Regions from separate parts of the Gossypium hirsutum genome. Here region 1 is linked to region 2. Evidence: chromatin contacts called from public Hi-C data. All regions are on one chromosome and are shown on one strand. Each heading gives the region's core, a stretch centred on a gene start, on an enhancer-like site or on the middle of the called end of the contact. The rest is flanking DNA. Distances are from core to core; before and after follow the strand shown. Region 1 holds the start of LOC107949627 (phosphatidylinositol transfer protein 3). Region 2 holds the start of LOC107949638 (copper methylamine oxidase).

Region 1 (4,991 bases), core at 527-3,026, 340 kb after region 2:
TAGTTTTTATTTTCCCTTAATTATTTTATGTTAAATCATGTTATAATAATATTAATAATGGTTAAAATAATAAAACATAAACATCATCGTCTTCATTTGGACTTTCCACCGAAAAGAAAAATATTAGAACACCATTGTTGAAGCTTCAAGGTTCTGCCAACTTGTCTCCTTGCATGTAAGCTAATTTTTATGTTTTTGAGAACGTTGTAGCTTAATCTAGCTAGCCCAGTGACTATTTCATAAAATTTTTAAAGGTTTTAAAAGTTTCCATTAGTGAGTTATGGAAGTTATTGATGTTTACTAGTAGATTTGTAAGCTTGGTTGTTAAATAAGACTAATTTGTAAAGTGATTTTTATTAGTTTTGAGTTCAAGGACTAAAATGAAAGTATGTCGACTTTAGCATGAAATTTCTGTAATTTTAAATGATTGAGAATTGTACAGGTATGAGTATGTAATCGGATTGAAATTGTGGGTTTAAATGTGAAATTTATAAAGGTTTCGGTTTTAAGGAATAAATGGAATAAAATGTAAAAGTTTAGGGAAATTCTTTAAAATAAAATTAATAGGTCATATGTATGAATTTGAGTGTTATATGGTATATGGAATTGATATTTTGAACTTAATTATTATTTAGATCAAGAATTGAACAACCGATTGATAAGTGAGGAAAAAGAAAAATTGTGGAATAGTCCTTATGACCCAATTCGATAGTTGGTTATATTAGGTAAGTTCATAGGGTATAATCATATACTTTTATGTATTGAATTTGATTTAATTGTGAATATTTCTGTAATGATAGATTGAAATTTTGAAATGTTTATAATTCAGTACTAAAGGTGAGAAAGGATTAAGGATCTAATATTATGCCTTGTATTCTTGAATAATATGATTCATGTGAGATATTGAATGATAATGACCTGATTTTGATATGTGCTCTAAAAATGTGGAAGTGCTCCTATATTGTAAATGTTCTGAATCTTGTATAACCATCAGTTTGAATGTAGTAAACGATTAGGATACGATTGGCATGCCAATAGGGTTAGTTGCACGCTTATTCTGTTCGCACTATGGTGCCCTTGTATGCACATTTGTGCCCTTGTTCAGCACTACGGTGCTCTCTAAGACGGTTACTTGAGTATCTGAGTTACTTTTGCTATAGTTTATCAGGTTATCCAAATCTATGAATAAATGGGATAACGATGTTTTTATATTTGATGATGCTATGTGATCGAAATAGCTTGAATGACATTATTGATGTTGAATTACTCAATGAATTTGTATACGACAAACTCACATGTTTACTCAATGAATTACTCAATAAAGTCGATGGAAATAATCGCTTCTGTCTACCAATTACTAAATCACTTAAAAAACTTGTCTCAACAATATATGATATATGATATGTATGATATTAATATATATAATCTTTTATTTTCGAAAGTATATATAATCGTTTGAATTATTTAATCTTAAATTATCAAATAAAAGAATAAGAATTTAAATTCATTAAAAGACTTCTGGATTAATATAATAATAATTAAAATTATATCTTAAAAGTTTTAAATTTCACTTATCTTAAAAAGTGAATTTTTTTTTAGAAATACCCGACTGGAATTTATTCAAAATAAGAGTAACACAATCAAATTAAAGAGACCAAGTTCAAACTTGAGCAGATCCTAAGCCAGCCCAAAATGCAAACAAATGCATATTGGCCCACTATTACGAAATGAAAGCCCAAAATAAAACAATTTCCAATTGAATACACCAACTGGCACACACTCCCAAGATATTCTCAACCTTATCGCCTCAAACGGTCCAGTTTCCAAAAGCTAGCAACTTTCCAAAATCAAACCCTATCAATTGTCATTATCCCTTCCAGAACATTGTCACAGCATCCACCCCCAGTTAAGTTCTCTCAGTCTCCTTCTTCCCACAGTTTCAACAATGAAATCTGGTACTCCTCCTTCCAGGTAATCTTCTCTATCCCTCTTCAAACTTTCAGTGGCCAAACAATGTGCAAGAGCATTTGTAGATCTGGGTACATGCTTGAACTAGATCCATTGAAATCCTCATTTTATCTGTTGAATGTTTCGAATGATAGCTCCTATTTCTGATTTGTCTTAAAGATTTGTCTGACATTTTTTTTATTATTGTCCCTGCATCGCCCTCTGCTATCACTACTCAGAGCTTTAACTGCTGTCCTAAAAGCAATGCTTGGAGACAAGCATAAACTTCCACCGTAAAAGGCGACGCAACCACCGTGTGGAGAATCATTTTAGAGGCAACAATCTCACCCAATGCGTTTCTAGCAACAACCCCCGAACCCGGTCTGGCTTGTGTTTGATTGAAGGAAGCATCAAAGTTGATTTTGATCAACAAATTTGTTGAGGGGTTCCATTCCTCATTTCCTTCCAATCTAGTAATCTTTCTTTCTTCAATCCCTTCGAGTTCTTTGATATAACGAACTACCCGTTCGCCTATTTCCTTCCCAGTAGACTGTTTCCTTTCATGCACTAATTGATTATTATTTGTCTAGATAGCCCATATGGAGCAACAGAACGTCCTGCATTACTTGTCCGTACTTCTTCTAAAAATCCAGGTAATCCACTCCCAATAATTCATAACTCAATTTGATAAATTCCAGGTAAGATTTAAGTGAACCCATACCTCCACTATTATAGGACAGTCTCGGAAAATATGGACGAGGTCTTCCACTAGACCCTTGCATCTGGGAAAAAACACGTTCACCACCAACCTTCTGGAAAATAAATTAGCCAAAGTAGGAAGAAAATACCAAGAAGTTTTCCATAGCATAATTTTAATTTTAGATGGGATCTGTAATTTCCATAATTTCTTGTAGAAATCAGTGCTATCATCTTGTCTAGAATTTGTATTCGAGAAAAAAGCACTTCTATGTAATAGTTTATAAGCGCTTCGAACAAAAAATTCCCTAGATGACTCACCCCTCCACACCAGCATGTCATTGTGAACTTCTTGTCCTAAAGAAATCTGGAGGATCCTTGTCGCAACTTACTCTAAAAAGGTACTGTTGATCAGATCTGCTTTCCATTTCCTATCAAAATTGTCAATTAAGTCTGATACCCAAACTATCTCCTCATTGCTAACTAACTTGTGAATTCTGTAACAAGCAAAACTAGGAAGCTACGCATCACTTTGAATAGAAATTCTTTCCCCTGAACCTACTCTCCAACAGAACCCACTTTGTAAGAGCCTTTTAGCAGCCCACACACTCTTCTAGGTAAGCGAAGGTAAATTACCTAGCCCTGCATGCAAAAAGTATAAATTTCAAAAATATTTTTCCTTTAATACACGAGCTAAAAGTGAATTGGGATAATTAATAAGACACCACCCATGTTTTGCCAATAATGTGATATTAAATCTAGTAAGACTACAGAATCCCATCCCACTAAAATCTTTTGAATCGCACAAGTTTTCCCAATCACACCAATGAATGCATTTTTTACTAGGACCTTTTTGCCACCAATATTTTGCCATGATATTCTCCAACTCGCCACAAAATGACTTAAGAAGTAAAAAAACACGCCATCGAATAATTAGGGATAACTTGCAAAACTGATTTTATGAAAACTTACCTCCTTGGGATAGAAATCTAGTACTCCAATTTTCTATCCCCTGCTTAAATCAATCTTTAAGAAACTGAAAAGAGGCCTTTTTGCATCTACCTACCATATTGGGCAACCCTGAATATCTTTTAGGGTTGTTAGACAATCTCATACCTAGAATACTAGACACAATTTGTTTATCACCCTAATTTGTATTTAAGTTGTAAAAGATGGTGGATTTATCAAAATTTACACATTGTTTTGAGCATCTTTCATACTCCCTTAGCACCACTTTTAACGTATGTGCTCCATTAGCAGTAACTTCTCCGAAAAGAATACAATCATTTGCAAATAGAAAATGAAAAATTTAAGGTCCACTCCTACTTGCCTTAGTGCCTCTTAGCAACCCATCAACCATAGTTAACCTCATAAGAGCTGATAGACCCTCACTACAAATTAAGAAGAGGAAAGGGCTTAAAGGATCTCCCTACCGAAGCCCTCGACTAGGTCTAAATCTCTCACCAATTTTTCCATTCACAGTGACCAAGTATGAAACTAAAGATATACACCTCATAATAGCATCAATCCATCTCACATTAAAACCCATATGCATCATCATCTCCCTCAAAAATTGACATTCAACTCTGTCATAAGCTTTGCTCATATCTAATTTCAAAGCCATAAACCCTTTTTTCCCCACTCTCTTTTGACGAAGAGTATACAAGATCTCACAAGCTAAAAGCACATTATCTGAAATTAACCTCCCAGGAAAAAAAACACTTTGAGCATTATCTATACACAACTCTAACACATTTTTGAACCGATTCAAAATCATCTTCGTTATCAACTTGTATAGAACTTTACATAAGCTAATAGGCCTAAAGTTACCTAGATTTTTTGGATTAGGACATTTAAAGATCAACACAATATTAGTAAGATTTAGTGGTTCAAGACCCATACCTTCATTTAGGATTTTTAAACAAAAGTGTGAGACGTCACTTCCCAGAATATGCCAGCACCTTTGGAAGAACAAAGTTAAAAACTCATCATCCCCAAAAGCCTTAGTTGTCCCCATTTCCTTTAAAGTCGTAAGAACCTCATCCATTGAGTAAAAAGATAATAACCTTTGATTCACTTCATTTGAGATCGATAGCTCAACCTCTGAAAGAATATGAGTAAAATTTTTGACACCACTTGAGGAAAAAAGATTTTAAAAATACCTTCGAGCAATTTCCTCCACTTCACCCTTATCTTTTGTTTCCCTATCATCTTCATTCACCAAACATCAAATCAAGTTCCTTCTCTTATGACAAGAAGCATAATTGTGAAAGAAAGTTGTGTTTTTGTCCCCTACTTTTAACCAATTCGCCATTGCTCTTTGTTCCCAATACATTTCGTCTTTATCA
Region 2 (5,279 bases), core at 774-3,273:
CATTTCTATTTTGGTCATTCTAATTTCTTTTGTCAATTAGTCACTCTAATTAAGATAATTGCTCGAATTGATCACTGTCGTTAAAATTCTGTTAATCCATTAACAGATTGTTGACGTGACTTTTTTTTTTACTTTTGACTATAACTAGGGACCTTTTTATAATCAGTCCAAAACATTTTTATTTATTTATTTGCAACATGAAGATGTTAATGGTAGCATTATCAATATTTGAATCCTCTATAAAAAGAGGGAATCCAACGACGGTGACGGCAAACCATAACTATGGACCCACCCTTTCCGATGAGTCCATTTGCCAGTATAACTGTTAGGATCGTCCCGAATAAGCAACGAACAAGTAAAAATAGTAGAAGAAATTGAGAAGATGAACACACAAATTTAACGTGGAAAAACCCCTCAAAAGAGGATAAAAAACCACGGGCAAAGATAATTTTACTATAATGGCAAAAGAATGAAGAGTAAAAAAGATGGAGATAAAAACTAAACCCCGAAAACCCGAAAAACAAAGAACCCGAAAAACGTAAACACAAAATTCTCTGAATGTGTTATGAGTTCTAATCTAATGGGTGTCTCTTTTTCTAAGATTGTAAAGGAGCCTATTTATAGGCTAAATTAGTAAGTCAAATAAACTATACTAATAAATGCTAAATATATTATACTAATAAATACTAAATCTTCTAGAAAGAAAATATATTTTTGTTTAACTTGACTTGCAAGCAATCTCTTAGAATTTGGGTCACACAATTCTAACAATAACACCACTTAGCCACCCTACCGCCACCGACGATCATGGCAATGTTGTCTCTACTGTTACTTCAAGTAAAACTACTCTTGATTACTTTTTTTTTGGTTGGTTTGATAATTATATTTTTTTTGCAATTTAGAAAAAAAAAACCTATTACAAATGTTACAGAGGATTGAAGAACTAATCTCCTAAAACAAGTTGTGCGATAATTCCTTTCAACCTTTTTTCGTATTTCGCTTCCTACAGTTATCCAGAGCACTATAACATATTGGTTATTTTATGTTTGAATTTGATTTCATAAATTTTGAAACAAACTTCAAAAAGCATCATCTAGTTATTAAAGTTAAATCCTCCAAAAGAAAAAAAAATGAAACAGTTGAATTGTAAAAAATTGTAAAAAGAATCTAATTTTTCAAATATAAAATTGTAAAAAAAAATCAAACAAACAAAAAAATAGAAGTAAAAAGAGATAAATTTTACTTGAAGTAACAATAGAGACAATATTGTCATGGCCATTGATGGCGATAGGGTGATCGATGGTGTTATACTGAAAAATGGGTTCATCAGAAAGAGTGGGGTTATGGTCATGATTCATTGTCGCCGTAATTGGATTCCCTCTTCTTAGAGAGGATTCAAAGGACAATGCCACTATTAAAATCTTCACGTTGTAAATAAACTAAAAAAAAAAAATTTGGAATAATTATGTAGAGGTACCTAATTTTAGTTAAAAGTAAAAAAATACCACGTTAGCAATCCATTAGTAGATCAATAAAATTTTTAATAACTGTGAGCAGTTCGAACAATTATCTTAATCAGAGTGATAAAAAAAATTTAGAGTGATGAAAAGAAGAATGAGGGTAGTTTATCCTAAAAGTAAAATAAGAGTAAGTAAAGAATGCAGTGGCGTGGGCCGTAGCCCACAAGTAAAAGTGAATATAGAGAAATTAAGTCCTTATAAATAAATAAGAGGAAGTTGTACGGCCTTATCAGGGCTAACATTAGGATCCTCCTATCAGTGTATGTATCACCCCTTATCCACTGAAAATGATCCCTCTTATAAATCATTATTATAAGCTCCCCACCCAAAATCCTACAAAAACATAAAACAAAAGTAGGGCCATCGCCTTATGGCCCATATCCACCACCACCACCATCAGTTTTAGTTTTGTTATTATCTGGCGTTAACAAAAAAGAGTTAAACAGGTCACCTATGATCTCCCGTCCAATAAATCAATAGAGGGTGTGGGTTGAGAGTGAGATGGATGCACGTGGTTTCTGTACTTTCTCTTATATAGGAATAGGAGTAGAATAGTATATAAAGCCCTTCCATTCCCTTACTTTTTCTCCGTCTATCCAACTCTACCATTGATTATTTTTTTCCTTTTTCCTTTTGTTTTGTTTCTGGTTCTGGTTTCCTTTTTCTCTTCACATTTCTTTCTCCCGATGAACAAACGCTCCTTTGTCGTTAGAATTAGAGTTTATTGCCACTCAACTCACCACTATTTGATCTGACCTTGGTTATTTCTGCTTCATTTTTTTCTCTTTTAAATTTTCTTGTATTTTCTTGAAGCTTCTTTCCAACGGAGAAATAGATAGAAGAGAGAGGGAGAGCCAGAGAGAGTCGACTGAGAAAGTTTTGCTGTATGTCAGTAGATTGTATTGAGACTTACTGCGGTGGATTTGGCGAGCTTGCAAACCCTTTACAATGGCCTCAGCTAAGAAAAAGACGACGCTTCATTCTTCTTCATCTTCTTCCCCTTCTTCATGTTGCGCATCGCACTCCGTTGTTTCCGCCGCGCCTCCTGCTTCTTCATCTGCCTCCGCCACCGCCTCCAATCTGCTGCACGAGTGGACCCTCGGTTCTACGGATCGCCGCGACGATAGCAGCGTCACCAAAGCTGCCATGGCGTCCTTGATTCGCCCCGTTGATTCTCTTCCCGATACTTCCACCAAAGGCATCTCTCTCTCTCCCCCTGTCTCTTTCATTGTTGTAAGAAATGTGTCGGCGTTTCAGATGATCCTCAATTTAGATCCTAGCCGTTTTACATGTTGTTATGTATTTCTTTTTCTATCATCTCATGTTTTTCGGACTTTTTTATTTTCTGCATCGTTCCTCGTGCATTAATCATCCACGAATATCATGAACTAAAGTTTCAGACTTCGATATATATATTCTTTTTGAAAAAAAAAAGGAATTAACTACGGTTTAGTTTGTACCAAATGCATGTATATTTCTTTCTTTTATTTATCTATCTTTTATAGTTATATTGGAAGAATCTTGAAAGTGTAAGATTTATTTCGAGAAAGGACTATCAATTCATTACTTAATGCTTCACTTTGACCTTTTATTTTTATTTGCTCTGCTGCTTGTTGACCGATTTCTTTTTCCTAAAAAAATTTCAAGTGAATAACTTCAAGAATTTTGTGTTTAATCGAACGTGTTTGAGAGTTATGCTGGTATTTAGTTATTTAGCACTCTGATGTCGACAAGGATTTTTCTCTCTATAGTGTTCAATAAGATTGCTTGTTTGATTGTGCAGGCATCCAAATCTTTACAAGGCCTCAAACCAGTCATCCTTTGGACCCTTTATCTGCTGCTGAGATCTCTGTTGCAGTTGCTACTGTCAGAGCTGCTGGTGCCACTCCTGAGGTTGCTAATTTCTATATAATGCCTTTATTTTGTTGTCCTCCATTCTATCATTTCTAAACCAATGTGCTTAAGATTTGTTGATGTTTCTATGTTGTTTAAAATGTTGAGATAAGTAATATTCTTATTTTTCTTTTTCAAGGTAAGAGACAGCATGCGCTTCGTTGAAGTGGTTCTTTTGGAGCCAGACAAGCATGTTGTTGCTCTGGCAGATGCTTATTTCTTCCCACCTTTCCAACCCTCATTACTTCCCAGGACCAAAAATGGCCCAGTGATACCTACCAAGCTCCCTCTCAGGCGAGCTAGATTGGTTGTCTATAACAAGAAGTCCAATGAAACAAGTATATGGATTGTTGAGTTATCTGAAGTACATGCAGTAACTCGAGGAGGGCATCACAGGGGAAAAGTAATATCATCTCAAGTTGTACCAGATGTTCAGCCTCCTATGGTAAATCTATCTCATTGCATGGACAGTTGTACTTTATGTTTTTCCCATTTGCTAGATTTTAGAATTCTAGACTTTTTGCAGTCAAGTGTTATGTTGTTTAAGACTCTTTATATCCCTTGAATTTTCCTACTTACATGTGTATGGATGTTTGGCCTTTCAAAAATATTTAAAAACTTTACCTTAAATTGAACGTACCTGTTTGGGACAAATGCTCATAATCTGACCCCTCCCTCGCCAGTCCAAGTGCAAAGGTTTGGTTAAGTTGAACTACCAATTCATATTTTATTTCTCAGTTTTGAATTCCTTTCAGGATGCTATGGAATATGCTGAATGTGAAGCTGTTGTAAAAGACTTTCCTCCATTCCGAGAAGCAATGAAGAAGAGGGGTATTGAGGACATGGACCTTGTGATGGTTGATCCCTGGTTAGTTAAATCCACATCTTGATTGTATATAAAATGTTTGCCTTTTTTATCTGTGTCATGTTCTGGTGCTTATACATTTGGGTTTTAAATCCATTTTCAACAGGTGTGTTGGTTATCATAGTGATGCTGATTCTCCAAGCAGAAGACTTGCTAAACCACTTATATTCTGTAGAACTGAAAGTGACTGCCCCATGGAAAATGGCTATGCTCGCCCAGTTGAGGGGATTTATGTACTTGTTGATATGCAAAAGATGAAGGTGATTGAGTTTGAGGACCGTAAATTTGTTCCTTTACCTCCGGCTGATCCTTTGAGGAACTATACTTCTGGAGAAACAAGGGGTGGTGTTGATCGTAGTGATGTGAAACCCTTGCAGATTGTTCAGCCTGAAGGTCCAAGCTTTCGTGTTAATGGGTGTTTCGTTGAGTGGCAGAAGGTAGGTCTGCATTTTCAATTGATTATACTTTTTGCTAAATTCAGAAGCTCATATGAATGTTCTCCTTTCTTGCCTATTGTTGATAGTGGAATTTCCGTATTGGTTTCACCCCAAAGGAGGGTTTGGTTATATACTCAGTTGCTTATGTTGATGGTAGTCGAGGTCGAAGGCCTGTTGCTCATAGGTTGAGTTTTGTGGAGATGGTTGTGCCATATGGGGATCCAAATGATCCACATTACCGAAAGAATGCTTTTGATGCTGGGGAAGATGGCCTTGGTAAAAATGCACATTCTCTCAAGAAGGTTTTCCCATTATCCTGCCTACTCTTTATATTATAATTTTTAGTTTATATAGTGCTGTTTTTCAACTGAAGTTAAATTTGTTCTACACAAAAATGCTGTTACAGGGATGTGATTGTCTCGGCTATATCAAATACTTTGATGCTCACTTTACTAATTTCACTGGAGGTGTTGAAACGATTGAAAATTGTGTCTGTTTGCATGAAGAGGATCATGGGATTTTATGGAAGCATCAAGATTGGAGAACAGGTTTGGCAGAAGTTCG

The links. A called contact is a pair of places that touch in the nucleus more often than the background predicts.
Region 1: a contact with region 2 is called in a Hi-C map of anther, with 2.9 times the contacts expected there. The contact joins the promoter of LOC107949627 here to the promoter of LOC107949638 in region 2. A contact is called at or near these places in 3 of 34 Hi-C or Micro-C datasets (anther and leaf).

What each region holds. Positions count from the first base shown.
Region 1 is chrD03:43,636,990-43,641,980 of Gossypium_hirsutum_v2.1, forward strand. LOC107949627 (phosphatidylinositol transfer protein 3) reads left to right here and starts at 1,777. Exons shown (of 9, transcript XM_041090184.1): 1 at 1,777-1,971; 2 at 2,187-2,420; 3 at 2,542-3,044.
Region 2 is chrD03:43,293,195-43,298,473 of Gossypium_hirsutum_v2.1, forward strand. It overlaps LOC107949638 (copper methylamine oxidase), which reads left to right and starts at 2,024. Exons shown (of 12, transcript XM_016884372.2): 1 at 2,024-2,718; 2 at 3,304-3,413; 3 at 3,553-3,858; 4 at 4,169-4,281; 5 at 4,385-4,715; 6 at 4,802-5,017; 7 at 5,122-5,279. The coding sequence starts at 2,469.